Regions from separate parts of the Mus musculus genome. Here regions 1 and 3 are each linked to region 2. Evidence: chromatin contacts called from public Hi-C and HiChIP or PLAC-seq data. All regions are on one chromosome and are shown on one strand. Each heading gives the region's core, a stretch centred on a gene start, on an enhancer-like site or on the middle of the called end of the contact. The rest is flanking DNA. Distances are from core to core; before and after follow the strand shown. Region 1 holds the start of Map7d1 (MAP7 domain containing 1). Region 2 holds the start of Snip1 (Smad nuclear interacting protein 1). Region 3 holds the start of Thrap3 (thyroid hormone receptor associated protein 3).

Region 1 (2,751 bases), core at 45-2,544, 1.2 Mb before region 2:
GTTGCTGGCCTTTAGCACCATCCTTTTCTAAAGTCACTCAGCCTCCACCTCGGGCGAATCTTCCCTCCCCCCTCCCCCCAGGGTTCAAAGCGCCAGTTACTTACTACTGGGATAGAAACTGCTGCTAGGTTGCCTGAAACTTCTCCCTTTCCCTGAATCGTACTCCCTGCCCTCTCCCTTGGAATGACTGTTCTGTGGAGGTGCTCTAAGGAAGGAGGGTCCAGTGGTTAGGAAGGGGAAGGAGAGACAGGGAGACAGTGCCTCCCTGGCCCTAATCTGTGGACAACTAGAGAAATGACCTCCAGGTCAGGACAAAGAGCAGGGCTAGGATAGGCAGAGCCCAGCGGCCCCTCCTTCCTCCCTCCAGTCTGGTCCTCTCTGCACCAGTACCTCTACTATCGATCCACCTTCCCAGCAAGCTCCCTGCACCCTGTCCGAAGCCAAGCCCGACTTGGCTCGAAGCCCTCACCTCAGCGGGCGGGCATTGAAACAGGAGATAGGAGAGCCCACTCCAGAGCCCCGAGTATTTTCGGGGAGGAGGGTGAAGTGAGGCTTACTACTCTTTATCGCGACGAGCCGTAGGAAAGAAAAATCCTTCTGGAGAGATGTGGGGGCGGGGGATGGGGGTCTTCTGATGAAGGTAGGGGAGGCTCTAGGCTAGGACCACCCAGTTTGGATCAGGGAGGGCCCCAGCAGATTAGAGACCTGAGTAAAGCGCCTTACAGGGTTGTAATTACTCCCAGAGAAACAGAGAAGACACCAACCCTAGGGTGCAAGAGGAAAAGCGCCTTCGCAGCCATCACCAGAAAAGAGAAAGGATAGCCCTTTTAGGAGTCTCCATGAGACCGTTCTTCAGGCGTTGCAACGCCCCCCCCCCAATAAAGATTTTTGTCTGAGGCAGGCTTGGGAGAGAATTTAGACTGCACGCTAGAGCCTCCAGCATCCAGAGAGAGAATAGGGGATCCTAACCCAGCACCCCACTCCCCTAGTCCCAGCGGCCGGTGAGTCACCCGAGAGCTCCCTACATAGTCTTCAGGCGCGCGGCACGTACCAACGCGCGGCCGCAGGGGGAGTCAGTGTGGCCAGCAGCGTGCCCCCAGCTCGGCGTCCGCCCTGCGGCGACCACAGAAGGAGCATCGTGAAGTTCCGGGAGCTGCATCGCAGGGCGGTGTCGGAGCCCTCTGGTTGTGCCCGTGGTGGCTCCGTACTCCATCACTGCGGGGGCGGTCATCCCCCGCGCACTTGGTACATTCGGAGAGGCCAGGCCCAGCCCGGGCGGTACAATAGGGTTGGGCCGCGACCAGGACTGGGCCGGCGCGGGGCAAAGGAGCAGAATCGCGGTCGCGGAGGACCGACCTCGGGTAGCTGGCTACTCAGAGCTTCGTTAGCCACCGGCCTCTACCTCTCCCACTCGGAACGCCGCCGCCTCTGGGTCTTTGCCCGCTGGGCGGGCCGGGCGGGATGCGCCGCGGGACCCTGGTCCTGGCCTCCGGCCGTCGCCGCCGTCGCGGCTGAGACCCTCCCCCAAAACCTCCAGTGACGCCGCAGCCATGGAGAGTGGCCCGCGTGTGGAGCCCGGCCCGGGCGCACCCGCAGGTAAGCCGGGAGCCACACAAGAGCGAGCCCGGAGGGGGACCGAGTAGCCGCAGGGCGGCCGAGGATGAGGCTGGCGGCTGGGCGGGGACCCCTCCCCCCCGCGCCCTCTGACCACTTAGAAGTTTAAAAATAAAGGCTGTGGCCGCTGCCGAGGCTCCGGGCCACGGACGCATCTTCTGACAGCTGCCTCCTCCCCCCAACCTCCGCGCCGGGAAGCACGGGGCATCGGGATCCGTGGGAACCCGGCTAGGGATTCGATGGGGTGACCCTTCTGCCGCAGCCTGGTGCTATCCTCTCGTCCCCACCCCCACTCTCCTTCGAGATCCACCCCAGACTCTGAAGATCCTCTTTTACTGAGCTGGAGCTACTGTCTTCTCCATCCTCCGCGGGCACGTGTGACCTTAGTCTTAATATGTGTGTTAGGGTACCAGATTCTCAGGTCTGGAACTATGCATACCGAAGCTAGGCCCTCGTACCCCCACGCCCAGGCCCTGGCCCAGACCTCGCCCCCACCCCATCCGTCCAGCTGCCGCGCAAAGGGCCTGTTGCTGTTGTGGGCCGACCAGGAGGGGAGGGAGACGAGGGGGAGGTCTTTAGCGGTGGCTGCCAAGTAACCCGCCGGATAAAGGCGAGGGGGAGGGGGAGGCGGTATTGTTTGGGGCGCGGGTGGGAGCTGGGGAGTGGGCCGCCTTCCCAAAAGCCAGGCCTACTTCAGAGCCCACCCAGTCTGATTTGGGACAGGAGTGACAGAGGTCTGCCGGCACCACGTCACTTCTTTGGGCCGGACTCTGTAGAATGAGGTGACCGCTCAAGGATGGCACTCCCTACATGCCACATCATTCCCTCAGACTGAGGGTTTTTGGATGCTTTACACACACACACACACACACACACACACACAGAGTCTCAATGCCCTAGACCACCAAAGCTCTCCTTTCCACCCCTCACCCCACCAACCACCAGTGTTCTGGACTTCTGCAAACCCCATTCTATCTGGGAGCAGCTGACGAGGGGGTGGGGACAGAATTCTGGTTGGGCCCCGTGTTGGAGGGAGGACTCTTTCTTCCTGGAAGGGGAGGGAAAAGCTTGATTACTGAGGACCCAAGTCCTGATCCACTCACACAGTCATCCCCACATTTCCAGAGAGTTCCCAGC
Region 2 (2,850 bases), core at 80-2,579:
ACAACACATCTGTGAGATCAGTAGCCACAGCAGGCCTTCACTTCCCATAAACACTTCTCCCAACCACATACACAATGGCCTGCTAAGCCTTCTCACCTAGACAACCTTATTCTCCAACCCCAACGCCTCAGAAACCTTTCTTCTCCGGATGCGCCATCCTACTATCTGGCACTACTATCCAGGAAGCCAATCTAGCCTGGTTTTTTCCCTAACACAACTCCCTTCTCCAACAACCAAAACCAATCCCTTGGCAGGTCTCAGGGCCCTGCCCTGTCCTCCATCCCACATCCTTCCTACCAGCCTACAATGCTGCTCCATCTCTCAATTCCAGATATGCTGGCTGTTTTGTTTTTGTTTTTGTTGCTGCTGTTGTTCAACTTCTAAAACAAACAGAATTCCAGCTCAGGTTCTATGTATATATTTTTCTGTCATAATCGTGCACGCGCCGTGTTTGTGTGTATACACTCAGAAACCTCCTGTCTCAGCATCCCCTCTGCTGGGTTACAAGCATGCCCGACCACAGTGGGTTGGTCCTTCCTGGAGTCTTTGCTAAAAGACTCTTGACTCAAGAGAATGGATCAATCCTACCAGCCAGGTCTCCGTTAAGGAGCACCTCTGTACAAGCCCTCTCTTTTTTCTACCCAGCCTCTCGCTACCACACTGCCGTTTTGATCTGTCTTTAATACTGACTGAAATTATCTATTTGTTGTTTTCCTTCTTCGAGTTAGAGCCTGCCCAACTTCGCCAAGGAAAAAGCATCTCTCTTCTTTGCCTTGTGACCCAGTACCTCCAATTGATCTTTAACCCACACTACGCACTCAATAAATCGATGCCACATGGAGGCATTGGCGAATGAGTGCTGCGAAGAAGTCGCCAAGACCCAACGTGTCTTTGTAGGCAGACGAGGGGAGAAGCCACTCGCACCATCCACTCGCGGGCAGGCGGGGGAAATCTCATTTCAACTCAACAGGTGCTCTGCACTCCAGAGCCGCTCGCACCACCGGCCCCCGCGCCATCCCGTCCTCCGCCCAATCACCGGCTCGCTTACCGGGCTCGGCTCCCGCGGTGACCCGAGTGGCCAGGCTCGGCGGCGGGCGGGGACAGGCTAGCGGCTGGAGCGTCGGGCCGGCGGTGCGCGACGGGTTCGGGGCTCAGACGCTCCTGTTTCACCACCACGGTCGTCAGAGCGTCGCCTGACCGGTGTCGCCGCCGGCCGCTCCGCTCCCGCTCGCTTTTCCCCGCCTTCATCCTGCGGCCCGACCGAGAGTCACTTGCACGGTCCGTTGAGCCACTTGAGCCGTAGGAAGTGACGGACAGCTTTGCACTTCCGCTTCCGGGCAGCGCGCTATCCCAGAAGCCTTCACGGTGTCGGCCCCCCTGATGGGCGGGGCCCCAGGTGTTTGAGTCTCAGACGCTGGGGACGCCGGCGCGAGTGGCCACGGGGTCCCCGCTGCTGGGAGGTGTGGCTGGAGTACTGAAAAGGCAGGGCCAACCCCCCGGGAGGCTGAAGCAGGAGGATCGCAGTAATTTCGAGGCCAACCTGGGCAATTTAGTGAAACTGTCTCAAAATCTGAAAAAGTTGTAGCTCGGATAGATCGCAAAGCTCTGAATTCATCCTCAGCACCGCCAAATAGAAATCAAGAGTTAAAAGGGGAGGGAAGGCTGAGATTGTAGCTTAGTTACCGAGCGAGCGTTTGCCTCGCGAGTACGAAGCCCTGGATTAGTCCCCAGAACCTCAAAAAAATATATATGACAATCTCCCCCCCCCCCCGTCATAGTCAGGTTTTCAGTGTACCCTGGCTGTTCTAGAAGTCACTCTATAACCAGGCTGACCTTGAACTCTGCCTCCCTCTGACTCCCAAATGCTGTCATTAAGGTGTGTGGTACCATCGCCCAGCTTTTTTTTTTTTTTTTTTTTTTTTTTTTTGAAAAAAGAAAAAAACCTGTGGGAAAGCTAACCCAGCTCTGTTCCTTGCGCGTTATTAGTAGTTACGAAACACAGACACTCAACAATGTGAAACTCTTTTTTGTTTCTTGAAATAGTGTCTCTATATAGCCTTGGCTGTCCTGGAATCCACAAAGATCTGCCAGCCTCTGGCTTCCAAATGCCAATCGTCGCCAAATACTCTATAGAGTCACTAGATGACTTCCGTTTTAATCAAAGGTGGTCTGTCCATTTCATCATAAACCGAAACAGACCTAACGCTAGGGGTCCAGTCTTCTTTACTAAGAAACTTAGTGCTTGCGGAGAAAGCACAGTAGAACAAAACTTGCACGCGGCCGGCACCGCCTTCCTCAGAGGCCCCGCCCCATCCATGGGGCAAGGAGAGGAGGGGTTTCCATGGTGATCGCAAACAAGACTCCACAGGGGCCGCTACGGAGTTGTTACCCCTACTGCCACCATGATACCCCCAGCAGACTCTCTGCTCAAATATGACACCCCGGTGTTGGTGAGCCGGAATACAGAGAAACGGAGCCCCACGGTATGAACAGGCGTCTCAGGGGACGCGAGATCCTACAAACTCCCATGGGGAAAAGACATCCCAGCTTTGAGGATCTCTGGAATTTCAGGGGACAGATTGCTGGGGCTGACAGCCAAGGGAATTGGGACAGGGATGGAGGTTGGGAGAAGAGAACAAGAAGCCTAGCTATGACCTTAGAGGACAAATTTAAGATGAGAAAAGTCACATGGAAAAGATGGGGTTTGTGGTAGTCAAGTCCAAGAAGAGGTCTGGTAGTGACTTACCTTCGTCTAGAGAGTCAGAACAGAGGCCTGACCACTCATTCTAGAAACACCAGTTCAAACACAGGGTCAGAGCCAGATATCCCTCGTGGGATATCTCCAGCTCA
Region 3 (2,790 bases), core at 113-2,612, 1.1 Mb before region 2:
CTTTATGAGATTTGCTGCCTGGTATGGCTTTCTCATTGGAAGAAGCTAAGAAGAAAAGAAGCCATGAAGAGAAGAAGAGAAGAAAGATCAGGGCTGAGGCTCCCGAGCTGCAATGCCTCTGCTGAAGAGGCTTCCTCTCAGAGCGTAGCGGTTCCTGGGCCTTCCGAATCCCTGGATACCCTTCCTTCCATCTGAACAGGAACAGTTTCAATAGCTACAGCAGTACAGTAGCTCGTAAATGCATGACAGAAAAGGTGACGTTTGAACGCTTACATGTGCAGGATTCACTAAGGCAAGCAAGTGCAGAGAAAACCAAACTGCTCTAAAAAACCTTAGTGACCATGTGAGAAACAGCCTCGTAGTGACTTAACATCTGTAAGCTCAGCAGTCATGAATGAGGCTGAGACGAAAAGGCTGCCTTGAGTTTAGGGGACGGCCTGTGCTACCCGGTGATTTCCAGGACAGCTTGGCATACAACGGGAGATTCTGTTCTAAAAATTAAAGTTAACAAAAAACAAAAAAAAACAAAAAACAAAAACCAAGGAGAAAACACAAATCCCAGGGTTTCACTTTCCAGGACATTTGTGGTTCCACAGGTACTAATATACTTCCTGGGCCCATGTTCTTAAAAAACTTCTCTGGGCCAAGTTTGAGGCCAGCCTGCTCTACCTAGAGTATTTCAGTATACCGAGAACCCTGTCTAGAATCCCCGCTCCCCATGAAAAAAATCCCCAAACTAAAAACCTCTTTGGGCTCTTATTGCCATTAAATGGGACAGGAGGTGGCTGTAGGAGAGACCGAGATCCAACGGACTTCTGGGTCCCCTGAGATCACACTATCAAAACAACTCTTCTCCATTTTGCGTTGCGTTTTCTGGGTTCCGGGTGATCAAGTGCCTTCCTTTGTCGGGGACCTCCCAACAACTCTGTGAGGTACAAATTATGAGCCTCACTTTATACAACGATCTGTTCAAGGTCAGAAAGCAGGGGAAGGGTAAGGCACAGAACGAATGCCAAGAGGCCTGATGGCCACCAAACTAGAGACTTTCCGGGGACGTAAGCAGAAGACGAGTGGGTGGGGCTCGGGCCCTCCCTCAGTCCCCCGGAGAGGCCTCTCCAAAATGGTGGGGGCAGTGGCGTCAGCAACGCCCGGGCCCCTTCCGTCCACCTCCCTCCCTCTTCCTCAGGCCACCCAGGCGGGAGCGGGGGGAGGGGGGAACGGAGGCGCAACGCAGTCGCCCACGTGACCGCCGATCTTCGGGCGCGTGACGCAAAGCGGCGGGCCCAACGCTCGCTCTGCCTTGTGGGAAATAGAGTTCGAGAGGACGTCCGGTGAGTCAGGAGAGAGAAACCTAGGACTACATTTCCCAGGAGGTAGCGGAGCGAGGCGGTAGCCGCCGTCGTCGGAGAGCGGGGACGCGGGGCGCGCTAGCGGGCGGGGGCGAGCTTCGGGCCGGTTGTGCCGTTGCGAGATTGCAGCTGTAGTCGCTCCGGCCGGTCAAGGTGAGTGGACGCAGTTGATGGGAGTGAGGACAGCTCAGCTAATCTCTGTGTGTTGGGGTTTTCCTCTTTTCTGGGCGCCGGCTGGGCCCCGGCGAGGGTTAGGCCTAGCGTGCGGCGGCTTCCTCCACGCTCGGCCCGGGCCTGCTCCGAGCGGGCCCTGCTCCATCGGCTCCTCCCCCTCCCCGCCCTTCTCCGCTTCCCTCCGCTCCGGCCTAGTTCTCCGGGCTCCGGCCGCCTTCTCTCTGAAACAGCTTGCACACTTCTGTGCACTGTGCGGGAACGACGGCTTCCACCAACTCCATCTCCCCCCCGCCCCCCAAATCCTGTTTTACGAACCTCGTTATTTGAATTTTTTTTTTCCGGGAACTCTTGCACGCCCTTCCCCCACCAGTCTCCATTGGCCTGGTTCTGTCTTCTAGGGCCCATGTGGCTGCTAGCACACTAAATGTTAGTACTTCTTCTGTGTTTGTTTTTTTTTTAAACTTGTTTGTTCTTTTGTTTTGTTTTCTTCCTCTCTTGGCCAAAAGAGGCCTATTCCAAGTTTATTTCCTATCGGAAAAATAGTTCCCACTTTCTTCCTTTGGTTGCAAGTGAGGCCGACTTGCGTTCCTTCGGTGATTGGCGTGTGCCCTGCTGGTGAGAAGCAGTTGTGTCCCACACTTAAACAACTTTTCTCTTATTTTCTTTGCTCTTGTGATTCTTAATGGGTGGAGCGTGGCGGCGGTAGTTGGCGGCAACATTGGTGGCCCAGAAGTTGGAAGCCATCGGTGAGAGTCCTATGTTAACGAGGAGCTTGCTAATTGGATAGAAACAATATGGCAAGGACGTTATAGGACAGAGCCAAGAAAGACGGCTTTATCAGCTTTTGCGTTTAAATTTCAGTTTTTACTTTAACGTACTTAAGTTTTTTTGTTTTTTTTTTTCTTTTTCTAAAATGGCAGTGCACAACCCTGGCTACCTTTAGTGTAAATATTCAACGAAATTCACTGACGGTTAACCCCTTGTTACCGGGTATGGGAGTTTTCGATTGTGGGTCCTAAGTCGAAAGGCATGTATCCAACTGTCTTTTTTCAGATCTTTCCTAGTTTTGTTTGTGGAAATACTGTCCGTGTGTAGTCAATCCTATTATTTAGACAGCTTAGGTGTATATATTATTCTGTATAAATGTTAAAGACGGCTGGTGCCTTGAAACTTGTGGAGAAAAGTTGGTCTTTGTAGTTTTTAGTTAATTTGCAGATGTGTATCTTGAATTAATATTAGTACTTAGTGAATCAAAAAGTAATGCAGC

The links. Hi-C and Micro-C count contacts between places; a contact is called where the count stands out from the background. HiChIP or PLAC-seq counts read pairs in DNA pulled down with a chosen protein or histone mark.
Region 1: a contact with region 2 is called in an H3K27ac HiChIP or PLAC-seq map of extraembryonic endoderm stem cells, with 6 times the contacts expected there. The contact joins the promoter of Map7d1 here to the promoter of Snip1 in region 2. A contact is called at or near these places in 2 of 39 promoter capture datasets (hippocampal neurons and pre-B cells) and 5 of 115 datasets of contacts at active chromatin or transcription factors (embryonic midbrain, extraembryonic endoderm stem cells, forebrain and 2 more).
Region 3: a Hi-C map of B cells shows a contact between it and region 2, with 7 read pairs. The contact joins the promoter of Thrap3 here to the promoter of Snip1 in region 2. A contact is called at or near these places in 3 of 39 promoter capture datasets (hippocampal neurons, liver and pre-B cells), 1 of 484 Hi-C or Micro-C datasets (B cells), 1 of 115 datasets of contacts at active chromatin or transcription factors (astrocytes) and 2 of 9 other capture datasets (adipose tissue and pancreatic islet).

What each region holds. Positions count from the first base shown.
Region 1 is chr4:126,254,862-126,257,612 of GRCm38.p6, reverse strand. It overlaps Map7d1 (MAP7 domain containing 1), which reads left to right and starts at 1,294. Exons shown (of 18, transcript NM_001347198.1): 1 at 1,294-1,596. The coding sequence starts at 1,551.
Region 2 is chr4:125,065,151-125,068,000 of GRCm38.p6, reverse strand. Snip1 (Smad nuclear interacting protein 1) reads right to left here and starts at 1,329. Exons shown (of 4, transcript NM_175246.5): 1 at 1,049-1,329. The coding sequence starts at 1,248. It overlaps Dnali1 (dynein, axonemal, light intermediate polypeptide 1), which reads left to right and starts at 2,344. Exons shown (of 6, transcript NM_175223.4): 1 at 2,344-2,483. The coding sequence starts at 2,403.
Region 3 is chr4:126,201,282-126,204,071 of GRCm38.p6, reverse strand. It overlaps Thrap3 (thyroid hormone receptor associated protein 3), which reads left to right and starts at 1,362. Exons shown (of 12, transcript NM_001356455.1): 1 at 1,362-1,502.